Linked DNA regions of Mus musculus: all the other regions are linked to region 3. A link is a contact called in public Hi-C and Micro-C data. All regions are on one chromosome and are shown on one strand. The core of a region is the stretch at or near the end of the contact, and the rest is flanking DNA. Distances in the headings are between cores, read along the strand shown.

Region 1 (3,779 bases), core at 1,174-3,673, 68 kb before region 3:
GAGTTTGAATGGTGGGTTCAAGGTGACCCACTTTAATCTCTCTCCACTTTGCTTTGCTTTGCTTTGTTAAGTAAACTTCTACTGCAACTGACTTTGTCTCTCGGCTGAATTCTTTCCTTGGAGAAGAAAAAGCCAATGCAGGAACCTTGAGAGGGTACTATTGTGAACTTCAGCCTTTCCTCATGGGGTGTTGTGGTGGCTTAAATTTACTTGGCCCAGGGAGTGACACTATTTGGAGGTGTGGCCTTGCTGGAGTAGGTGTGGCCTGGTTGGAAGAAGTGTGTCACTGTGGGCATGGGCTTTAAGACCCTCATCCTAGCTGCCTGGAAGCCAGACTTCTCCTAGTGGTATTCAATCAAAGAAGTAAAAATCTCAACTCCTCCTGCACCATGCCTGCCTGGATGCTGCTATGTTCCCGCCTGGATGATAATGGATTAAACCTCTGAGCTTGTAAACCAGATCTAATTAAATGTTGTCCTTATAAGAGTTGCCTTGGGGCCGGGTGTGGTGGTGCACGCCTTTAATCCCAGCACTCGGGAGGCAGAGGCAGGCGGATTTCTGAGTTCGAGACCAGCCTGGTCTACAGAGTGAGTTCCAGGACAGCCAGGGCTACACAGAGAAACCCTGTCTTGAAAAACCAAAAAAAAAAAAAAAAAAAAAAAAAGTTGCCTTGGGGCTGGTGAGATGGTTCATCGGTTAAGAGCACCTACTGCTCTTCCAAAGGTCCTGAGTTCAAATCGCAGCAACCACATGGTGGCTCACAACCATCCGTAACAAAAATCTGATGCCCTCTTCTGGAGTATCTGAAGACAGCTACAGTGTACATACATACATATAATAAATAAATTAAATAAATAAATAAATCTTTAAAAAAAAAAAAGAGTTGCCTTGGTCATGGTGTCTGTTCACAGCAGTAAAACCCTAACTAAGGCAGTGGTTGAGTGGGAATTAAATATGCAAAGCATTGTGGGGGGTTGGGAGGAGGATTGGGAGGAGAAGGGGGTACTGTGGTTAGGATGCCACATAGAATTTTAAGAAATTATGCAAAGCATTTGCTGAGGGCCGTAATTATATAATTGACTATTACTACCTGTTCTTACCCAAACTACTGAAGAGTCAGTTATTCATGTGTGTTCACTGTAGTGTACAGGAATTCATGTTGGATGTTACACACAGCTCATGCTGACTGGCAACTCTTCTTACCTCGGCTTCCCAAGCACTGCGATGTGCGCACTACTGTGCCTGAGTTTTTAAATGAGAAAATGGGAAGCTAGAATTTTTTAAATATTCAAGGTCTCACAATTTGTTAATGTCACCACCTCATGGAAACGTTTGAAACTGCTGAGTTTCTGAGGTCCGAGTTTAGCATACCACAGTCTGTTTTGTCTGAGGAACCACAGGGGAAAAATAGACCAGAGAATGCGGCAGAGACGCCAGTGGGGCCAAGCCACTCGGAGCAGCTCTCTGTCCTCACGGCAGACTCCATCAATGGCGTCATTTTGTAAGTTTACCCTGGTCTGACTAGTGTGGGTCCATCTGCTGTGTGGCTAGCTGGCTCCGTATCTCTCACAACTTCTCGTACACAGGATCCATTTGGTTTGATTACTTTTAACAAAACAACAAAAAACATTGACTAATGGAGGCAAATTGTAAGATTTCCATTTGCAGAAACCAAGGTCCTTAAATTATCCACAGTTATCACTCCAAATGTATAAACCAGTGCTCTACATGCCCTGGGAAATTTAAATGAATGTATATGTATATATGTATGTATATGTGTATATATATGTATATGCATTCCTATAAAGCTTCTACCAGTGTCTGGAAGCTGTCATAATATGCTGTCATCTTGTAAGATAAGGCTGGGTACTTACCAGACTTTAGCAACTACTGAAGTTTGGATATGAGCCTGGGAGATCAGCACTGAGTCCTTTCCAGTCCCACTGATCTCAGTCACAGCTCAAGTCAGGCTGGCCTGGGCTCCTGTCCTCTGCGCTGTACTCATGCTGGTCCAGCCACCGGGGATACAGCCCAGACAATGAAACGATGTTTAAGTAAAAGAATCTGAAGTGTCCCACAAACTTGTGCGTCTGTGGCTTGTTCTCGGCAGTTGGTGCTGCTGGGGAAGGCTGGGGAACTTTGGAAGGTTTGGTTTACCTGAAGGAGGTAGGTCACTGATGGGGTAGGTCCTTGAGGGTGCGTTATCTCTGCCCAGTTCCTGTCTGGGATCTCTAGGGGTTTCTTGTTTGTTTTTGTTTTTGTTTTGTTTTGTTTTGTTCTTTAGCTTTTTATTGTTTCTTTGTGAATTTCACATCATGTACCCCAATCTCATTTCCCTCCCTCCCCTCATGCCCACCCTCCACCCATGCAACCTCCTCTACAATAGAGAAAAAAAAGCCTTCTTGTGGAAGCTGTAGTGTGTCACAGTGTGCCCCACAGCACACCCACAGTCCGCCTCACTTCTTGGCTTGCAGATGTTCACTGCAAATGAGTCATTGATCTGGGAGCAGAGGCCTCTGGCTTCTGCTACTCTATCAATACTGGAACCTCACTGGGATTAGTCCTCTCTCTCTCTCTCTCTCTCTCTCTCTCTCACACACACACACACACACACACACACACACACTTCTATCACCAGGAACCCGAGATGCTCAGAAGGGAGGAGTCAAAATCTGCAGGCAGAATGCTTGAGAGAACGCCCTCTACACTCCCGGGAGGTGTTCCTTGCCTGCTTGGGAAGCCACCAGTTATGTGCATGCTAGGGTCACTTGTCCTCTGAACACCTGACAAGAGGACCCTGCACTATTCTTTCCCTCCATCCTCCCTGCTCCAGTCTGAACTTCCTTGTGTTCACCCCTTCACACACACACACACACACACACACACACACACACACACACCACCCAGCGTGTTGCTCAGCCCGAGGCTCCGACGGTCCTCCCTGCTCCAGTCTGAACTTCCTTGTGTTCACCCCTTCACACACACACACACACACACACACACACACACACACACACACACCACCCAGCGTGTTGCTCAGCCCGAGGCTCCGACGGTCCTCCCTGCTCCAGTCTGAACTTCCTTGTGTTCACCCCTTCACACACACACACACACACACACACACACACACACACACACACACCACCCAGCGTGTTGCTCAGCCCGAGGCTCCGACGGTCACTTTCAGGAGAGAGACATCCCTGCAAGCAGGTTCCATTTGCTGGCTGTCCGTTTGCTGTTAATTCACTTCGGGTGTGAGTTAACCAGGTACAGTTCAAGCCTGAGCTCAGCTGGTGAGGAGAAGCTCACCAAATGTACTGCGGCCAAAATGTCAAGCAATTATGTCATACCAAAGGGGAAAAGGCTGAGTGCGTTAGTCACAGTCCGAACAAATGTGTACTTCCTGTGCCGAAGAACAAGTGGATTATTTTAGACCAAGTTACTTCTTAAAAAGCTGTGCTCTGCTCACTGGGAACTGGAAGACCACCTAGTCCTTCAAGGTCTAGCACCTCGGCTTGCCAGCAGACTTCTGTGAGCCGGCAAGGGTGGGGGTTGGGCATGCTGGGGGACTAATGACGAGCTGGAGAGAACGTAAGACAAGTCTCTGTACAGCCTGGTGGGAGCTGTACATAATTGATGATATTCCTACACAACAGTAGGATTACTGAGATCTGCTAATATTGATGAATGCTTTTTCATTTTTATTGCGCTTTCCAAGTATGCCAAAAACATTAAAAGTTCATAAAAGAAAATAACTTGGCTCCATCGTACCTGATCGC
Region 2 (3,872 bases), core at 17-2,516, 120 kb before region 3:
TTATATCGCTGTGCAAAAACTAGGCTAAGCTTCAAGTCTGGGCTACCCACAGCTGTGGTCAAGGTTCCCTTCCAGTCTCCGTGCCACTTCACAAGGAAAATCTGACCAGGTTTCCAGGTGAGGAACCACGGTTAGAAGCAAAACTCCAAAACAGTGGTTTGTTTTTTTAATCTTAGGGGCAAAGCTACGAAGGTCGAGCCAGGAGTGGGACCCTCTCTCCACGTTCAGACCCTAGGACATGGTTCGGGGTGCGCCCTAGGAAAAGCTTGCAGTCAGTGCCCAGGAGCTAGGTATGTAAGGCAGGAGAGATGCCACAGGTGGCCCAGATGACTAGTAATTCACCATCACTTAGGCCTCCGGGAGGCCCCGAGCTCAGCGTGCCTCAGAGGTCGAAAGGTGCCCTCTCCCTCCATCTGACCAACTTTAAACAGCACACAGGAGGTCTAGAGAGGGGTCAAGTACCCACACACACACACCCTGAGCCGGCTAACTGGACTCAGGGTGCCAACCCAGGGCACCAATCCGGCCCTTCCCTTGGGACAGGGAGTGTCTACAAGTCCCCGAGGGGTGTGGGGAAGGCAGTGGGCAATGGGGCCCAAGAAGGGGCGCCTGGCGGGCAGATACAGCCGCGCCTAGGCCGACCGTCCCGCGCCTACCCCGGAGCCCCTCGGGGGGTGCAGGGCCGGCGACGCCCCACGCCCCCGGCGCCCTCCAGGTCTCCCAGACAACAGCCACCGCAGCACTTCCCGAGGCGGGTCCCCGCACCCGGCCGGGGCCCGGCCACCCACCTGTCCCGGGGGTCGATCCAGCTGGTCCTCCTGGTGTTGTGGTCGATGTAGAAAACCTTGCCGTCGTAGTCCCTGGCCTCCTCCCAGCCCCGGGGTAGCGGCAGCTGCCCGCTCCCGGCCCTCCTAGGCATGGTCGGCGGCCTCGCCGGCGAGCGGCGCCTCCATAGGGACCGGGCGCGGGGCGCGGCGGGAACGCGGGTGCCGGCGAGGGGCGTGCGGGGCGAGGGGCACGGCGAGCTACGCGCGGGGAAGCCTCGGGGATCCCTGCTCTCAGCCCTGCCGGAGATCAGTCCACCATGTCTGCGTCGGAACAGACGAGCGAGCCCTCCTCCTCCTCCTTGCCGCCGCTGCCTCCGCCTCTTCCTCCTCCTCCCCGTCCCCCTGTGGCCGCCGAGGGTCGCGGCGCCCAGGCTGCCCCGGCCGACGCCGTCTGGGCTCGGATCCGGGAAGCTCCGCGGAGCAACGGCCCGGCGGCGACTGGCCTGCTCATTTGCATGCGATTAGCATGCGCTCCGCCCCCGGCCCGCCCCGCGCCCGCCTCATCTGCATGCACATTCCTCGCCGCCACATTCCTGAGCTTAACCCTGCAGCTGCCGGGGCGGCCGCGGCGGGACGCGGGGCTGAGCCCGGGCGGGGGAGGGGAGCGACGAGGCCAGGTGGGAGGCGGTAGGGCGGAGGAATGCACAGCTCGCTCCCTCCTCTGCAGCCCGAGATGTCCCCTCTCCGCCAGACCCTTTGGGGATTTAGAGGGCTTTCTGGATGGAAAAAGAAGCCAAAGAAAAAAAAGTCTGCAACCTTCTCAACCTCTTTCCGTCTTCTAGGGAAACCACAAGACTTTCGAGAGGAAAGGGTGGGGAATGCTGTCCTGGGAAGAAGTCCCAACAAACAGTAAGGGCACAGAACGCCCCCACCCCCCCCACCCCCCCCCCCCCACGCCGCGCCCCGTGCCTTGGCTGTTCCCGGCGGTGGGGAAGTGTGCAAAAAGCGCTGGGAGTGTGTCCGGGGCGTGTCCGGGGCCGCGGCGCCCCCGAGCCTTCTGCTCAGTCTGGCCCTCGGTGACCTCACCAGGGCCTCGCGGGCCTAAGGGAGCAAAGTAAAGGCGGGTCCCTATCCATGAGAGCTGCGACATGTCCGCCCCAGTGGCCCACGGGGCAACTCCGGCCTGATCCTTAGAAGCGACAGGGCCACCCCGCCACTGTCGCCGCCAGTCAGCCCCGCGCGGGCCCTAGGGGTCCGAATCACCGGTGCTGCCCCGCCGGGTCAGGGGGCTGCACTGGCGGGGTCAGGGCCCTGTGCATCTGGCGTCCCCTTCTGGGTTTAAATCCAAGGGACATGGCTGCGTCCACTATCCAGTCCCTTCCTTCCAACTCTCTGTCCCGGGAAGTTCTCCACCCCAGTCCCGGACCGGGGGTGGGGGGTGGGGTGGCAGAAGGGGTTAATAATCACTCGGAAGGGGGCCAAGGCGGGAGTCAGTGGCCACACTTTGCTTGATCAAGGGTCCATCTGGTATGAGGTGTAGATCTCTCACAAACATTTATTTATTTAGCTATTAAGTGCTGATCGGCCCTGGGTAGGAGCCGGATGTCAGACTCCTAAGACGACAAAGCCTTGGCAGAGTCAAGACACTAAGCTTGCAGTGTCCCTTGTCCTCAGTCTGAGAAATAGCCTTTCGTCCTCAACCTTTACAGCCTGCTGTGCATTGCCAACCTTGTCAATATTCTCCCAGGCCTCTAAGCAGATGCTTTTGAAATGGCAGATTTTAGGAAGAAAGGCCCCAGAGCTCAATCCTTCACCTCTTGGTCTGAATTCCCTTAACCAGACCTGCCAATGTAATAACTTCAGGACCTAGCATTGGGCAGGACATTTTCTGTGCCTGGGCATTTGCTGAAGTTGTGAATAGAACTAGACAGTAAGAACCAAGCTCTGAATCAAGCTTCCAGAAGGGGACTCCACGTGCCTTGAAGGGGGTTTTAAAAAAAGGAAAGGGGTTTATTCTCAATGAAACAGTTTATGCAGCTGCAGACACTTGAAATCCCCAGGAACTGGAAAACCAGGTGTACCTGGGACGGACAACCAGAGAGAGGCAGAGGTTCTCAAGAGAAACCTCTCATTTTCTAGGTCTTTCCCATAATGCCAAGGCCCGTGGAAGCTGGTTTTTGTGCTTTGTTGAGGGAAGTTTCTGCTTCCTAACCTGTATTCTGCCTCAGCCTATTAGCAGTAAGATAATCAGCCAGGGTCCTAGCTCTCAGTGGGTGGAGGGATCCTGTCTAAAGTTACACTGCCGAATGTGTAATTCTCTATGTTGGCCCATTCACATGGCCAAGATGTAGCCAGTGACTAACCCAAACTATCCTAATTTGTGGCTTCCTTAGTGAGTTTCTCCCTTCCCCTAAAGAATTTGAAGATATTTATTGTGCTAGCATGTCGACACCTTACATCTCAACCGTAAGAGTGAAGCACATAGCTGTTGCAGTAGGTCAGCTTGCTTCCGTGGAATGAATACTCACTCCATGGGCGTCCTCTGTATAACGAAGTCAGGTAAGCTTTCAACTAAATATTATTCAGGAATGCAAAGTGGCTCACGTTTATTGTCCCATGAATCCCCAGACTTCAAAAAGAAATGCCAAAATGACACAGGCTCGTTTCTGCTGATCGGCACAGGAAACGTTAGCCAAAAGCAGTCCAAGTGACAGAAAGGGTTGCAGTTCTCAGAACCCTTTTTACTAGGATCCAATTCTGAGTTCCTACAATCCCTTTGAAGACTCCCTAAGGGTTAATCAATGAGACTTTATTTATATTCATATCTGTGAAATGTACAGATGATGCCCTTTTAGAGATGGGCGCACTTCCGGTTTGCTTATGGCTGCCTGTGATCATTGGCCAGGAAAGGTGTATAGGCTGCTTGTGGGTGCCAGCCAGCCAGTTACCACAAACTAACCAGCAACGAGTCTATTCACTGGCTCGGAGACTCGCCTTTTCTCCTGGTTCTATATTCACCAGTGTTAATCTTCTGTTGGGATGTGGAGCAATAAACAACTAGAAGGTGATGGACAACTGTCATCTCACACCTAGGAGGTGGGCACA
Region 3 (3,784 bases), core at 438-2,937:
TAAAATCTAGATATGTCTGTAAGTTCAGCAAGCCCCGTCTGTGTTGTAGGTGAAGCAGGAGCCTCCATTGTGAGCCAAAAGGAAAGGTATTAGCGGGAGATTTAACACGTACTCTCACACTTGGGCTTACAAGGTGGGAATGAGCAGGACATGGGAAGGCCTGCATCTTTTTCTCACTTGGCTGTCTCATTTTACTGTTGGTGCAGAATCTGAAACCTCTGGCTGTGAAACCATGAATCAGGAGAGTTTCCTGTCTTGTGAACAATGCCATCCTTACCTAGAGGAGCTTTCAGTGAAATTCAGGGACAGGGAGGGCAACTGTGTGCAGCAGGCAGGGTCCTGGATTTACTGCAGAGGGGAGTGTGTGAGCTGACCAGAATGGAGAACGATGAGAAGTAACTAAATTATGTTCGACACTCTTTCCACAGCAAAGGAAGAAAGCTTAATGATGTTGTGGCTGAAGGACCAGCAGCAACCGGTGATATATTAGCTGTAGGTTAGTGAGCAGAGAAATGAATCCAACAAGACCCAAGGACTATAGATGAGGGTGACAAAGACCAAGCAGAGGGTGGGGGAGAGAAACTACTTGCTCAGGACATAATGAATTTTAGTGGCGACAAGATAGTCAACTAAAGTGACTAACTTGACATTGAAAATCATCACTTTGATCTATGTGGCTCTTTGAAGCCTGGGTCTTATCAAGGCAAAGAAAAAAAAATCTATAGTTAACAATGAAATATTTTCATCCTTTGCGTTCCTGGCATCCACTAAGAGCAGCACATAATTTAATTACGGAATCCACAGGCTGGACCACGGACATGAAGAATGGTGTGTCTTTGCTAGTGAGAAATTAGCTAGAACCAACTGTTTATTTTCATCCTTCTTCCTCGGCGGGCCTAAATTAATACAGTTAACAAGCTTTTGTTTGGATTAGCCGCTGAGACCGGGGATGTGCAGATTTGAAGTCATGATCATTACAGGAGCTTTTATTTATGGGGCAATGGGACGGAGTACGGGGGCGTAGCCACAAGTGTGGATAAAACAAACGGGATAAGACAAAACTTGTCATTTTGCGATGGAATTTCCTCCCGATTTAGGGGTCAAACATCTGAGTCTAGGAAACGATGTTGAAGAAAATCAGATGTAGTTCCTTGGGGCATATGACCGCTACAAACTTTACCAGGGGACTGTCAAGTGAGCAACTGTCCACCTTGAGTGGCTGGGGAAGGCACTGGCATGCATCTCAGGGTCTTTCACAGGTTTGGAGAGTTAACTCTAAACCAGGTCAAACAAAAAACCAATGCAGATAAAGTTTCGAAGGAGGGGGCCTCGGGGCACAAAGGCTCCACCCACACCCTTCTAGTATGAAGCCAAGAAGCAGTTGCAGGCTAGGTGATTCTAGAGATAGCTAGGACACAGTCTGCAGGCTTATTATAGAGGCCAGTACCAGGTCCCTTCATTCCCTGTTCCTTTCAGGTCCGTAGCACCTGGAATCTTTGGGTCTTTTAAATCACCTTTATGTATTTAACTTCACTCCTTAACTCCTTAAAGAAGTTGGTGATGGATTGAGAGGACTGGGAGGGTCAACTAAAATGCTCAAACTCTTAGGCCCGTGGGTGGGTGTGGCTAAGCGCTGTCCCTCCCTGAGCCCATGCCTGCACCAATGGGGGGCGGGAGGGGAGAGCCCAGGACAAACCTCACTGGGAACCGTAAAGGTCACCGCGACACTGAGGTCCCCCTGCGGGATAAGCTCTGGCTCCCCGCGCGCCGGGCAGTCTGCAGATCCTCTCTCTTTACAAGGATCCGTGGTCACGGATGCCCGCAGCTTGTGACCGCGTGGAGCTGCACGCCACGTTCCGCCCCGCCGCCCCTTCCGCCGCGCGCCGGACCCGCCTCCCTCCCGACTTCCTACCCGCGCGCACGGCGGCTGTGTGGGGTGGACGGTGCAAGCGTGGTCTGCACCTCGAAGGAGCGGACGGTGGGCGCATCCCCTCGGCCGAGGACCCTGCTCGTGGGTGCTCAGCCTGCACGTGGGCTGCACCCGGCTCGCCGCGGCGGAGGGAGGGAGGGAGGGAGGGTGCAGCCCACGTGAGCGCCGAGTCTCTTCTGGCGCCCACGTGGAGGGGAGGAGGGAGACTTAAGAACCGGGAGCACAGAGTTGGGGGGGCAGTTGTCGGAGGTGGAGCAGTTTCTCCCTGGACTGGTGACATCCCTGCCTCAGTTTCCTGGTTCTGAGGTTGCTCGTGGTGGGTACAGAGCCCCGGGGAGCTTTACAAAGCAAGCACGGGGCAGCCACCCCTTGGCGGTGGAGAAATGTGTCCTTTCTCCCTGCCTTCCCATTCCTCTCTAAAGCTTAAAGCAAGGTGGGAAGCCAGCCAAACCGGCATGACTCCCTGTTGAGCAGGGTCGCTGGGGTGAGGAGTCCTCTACCTGTTCACAAGAGATGTTGCCCTGTATGGCAGCCTCAGCCCTGTTGCAGAGACCATCATCCAAGGCCTGGCCTTGAAGCTCATTGTTACAGAACCTGGTTTTAGTATGAGCATGTTCTCTTTTCCTCCTACTTGATTCGTTCCTCAGAGTTGATTCATCCAGAGGAATGAAGGAGGAAGGAAAAGGAAAAAAAAAATCACCTGATTAGTTACCAAACTGGCCTGTTTGCAAATGTTATTTGTTTGTTTATATTACAGTATACTGGGTTTGGAGGCAAATTTCCTGAGTTTTCTGAATTTGTAAGATGTGATGCTAATGCCTACTTTAGCTAGAAATGAGACTTGAATATATGTGTGTTTATATAGATATATCTATATATATACATATATAGATATAGAGAGAATGAGATATTTAAAGTGTCTGGAATCCATTAGATATTACACATTTTTATTCCTCCCTTCCATGTTTAGAAGGGAGCAAGTAAGGGATGGGACACTTTGGAGGCAGTGTAAAGGAACTTAAATGCTTTTTTAAAAAAAGATTTATTTTATGTATATAAGTACATTGTAGCTCTGTTTTCAGACACAGCAGAAGAGGCCATTGAATCCTATTACACATGGTTGTGAGCCACCAAGTGGTTGCTGGGAATTGAACTCAGGACCTCTGGAAGAGCAGTTAGTACTCTTAACCACTGAGCCATCTCTCTAGCCCAGGAACTTAAATTCTGTAGGAAAGCAGGCAGTATATGAATTATCTGGAAACTTATTAGTGCCAAATCCAGACTTTTCAAATATTATATTTTATAATTTTCTCTTTAGACCAGGATGCTCTCTTTGAAGTCTAGGGCTCATGTTTCATGGTTTCTGCCTAATAAGTCCAGCTGAAGTTGCCCAGAGTTTAGGGCTGACTGATGCATTTCCTGGAGAGCAGATTGACAACTGTTCTTTTCAATGCTTAGTGACGTATGACTTCTACACCCAACATGAGTGACATTTCCTGCAAAAAACGGGATGACTATCTGGAATGGCCCGAGTATTTCATGGCAGTGGCCTTCTTGTCAGCACAAAGAAGCAAGGACCCAAGTTCCCAGGTAAACTTGTGGTTTTGTGGGAGGATGTTCAGATATTGCTGAGATTTACACAAAGAACAGGTGAGGAAAATGGATAGTTTGGCAACTCAGAACTCCGGATGCTTCCAAGATTCATCATCTCCTGTGTCCCCAGTGACTTCCCAGCTATTCATAGTTACAATGTTTCTCTGTTTCCAGGTGGGGGCCTGCATTGTGAACACAGAAAACAAGATTGTTGGGATCGGGTACAATGGCATGCCAAATGGGTGCAGTGATGACCTGTTG

What was found. Hi-C and Micro-C count contacts between places; a contact is called where the count stands out from the background.
Region 1: a contact with region 3 is called in a Hi-C map of muscle stem cells, with 2.0 times the contacts expected there. The contact joins the enhancer-like site here to the promoter of Dctd in region 3. A contact is called at or near these places in 5 of 39 promoter capture datasets (the 3T3-L1 cell line, 3T3-L1-derived adipocytes, embryonic stem cells and 2 more), 4 of 484 Hi-C or Micro-C datasets (morula, muscle stem cells, nephron progenitors and 1 more) and 3 of 9 other capture datasets (adipose tissue, liver and pancreatic islet).
Region 2: a Micro-C map of embryonic stem cells shows a contact between it and region 3, with 2.2 times the contacts expected there. The contact joins the promoter of Wwc2 here to the promoter of Dctd in region 3. A contact is called at or near these places in 2 of 39 promoter capture datasets (cranial neural crest and second pharyngeal arch cranial neural crest), 4 of 484 Hi-C or Micro-C datasets (the G1E-ER4 cell line, embryonic stem cells, muscle stem cells and 1 more) and 3 of 115 datasets of contacts at active chromatin or transcription factors (extraembryonic endoderm stem cells, forebrain and trophoblast stem cells).

The regions. Positions count from the first base shown.
Region 1 is chr8:48,039,663-48,043,441 of GRCm38.p6, forward strand. No RefSeq gene overlaps it. Among named protein-coding and RNA genes, the nearest start is that of Gm32052, 32 kb to the left of the region's middle. Within about 2 kb of position 2,424, at least 10 of the 459 cell types and tissues checked have an H3K27ac peak or open chromatin away from gene starts, as enhancers often do. A contact at or near this core is called in muscle stem cells, where this site is marked.
Region 2 is chr8:47,989,278-47,993,149 of GRCm38.p6, forward strand. Wwc2 (WW, C2 and coiled-coil domain containing 2) reads right to left here and starts at 1,267. Exons shown (of 23, transcript NM_133791.5): 1 at 789-1,267. The coding sequence starts at 919.
Region 3 is chr8:48,108,271-48,112,054 of GRCm38.p6, forward strand. It overlaps Dctd (dCMP deaminase), which reads left to right and starts at 1,688. Exons shown (of 6, transcript NM_178788.4): 1 at 1,688-1,978; 2 at 3,389-3,520; 3 at 3,698-3,784. The coding sequence starts at 3,395.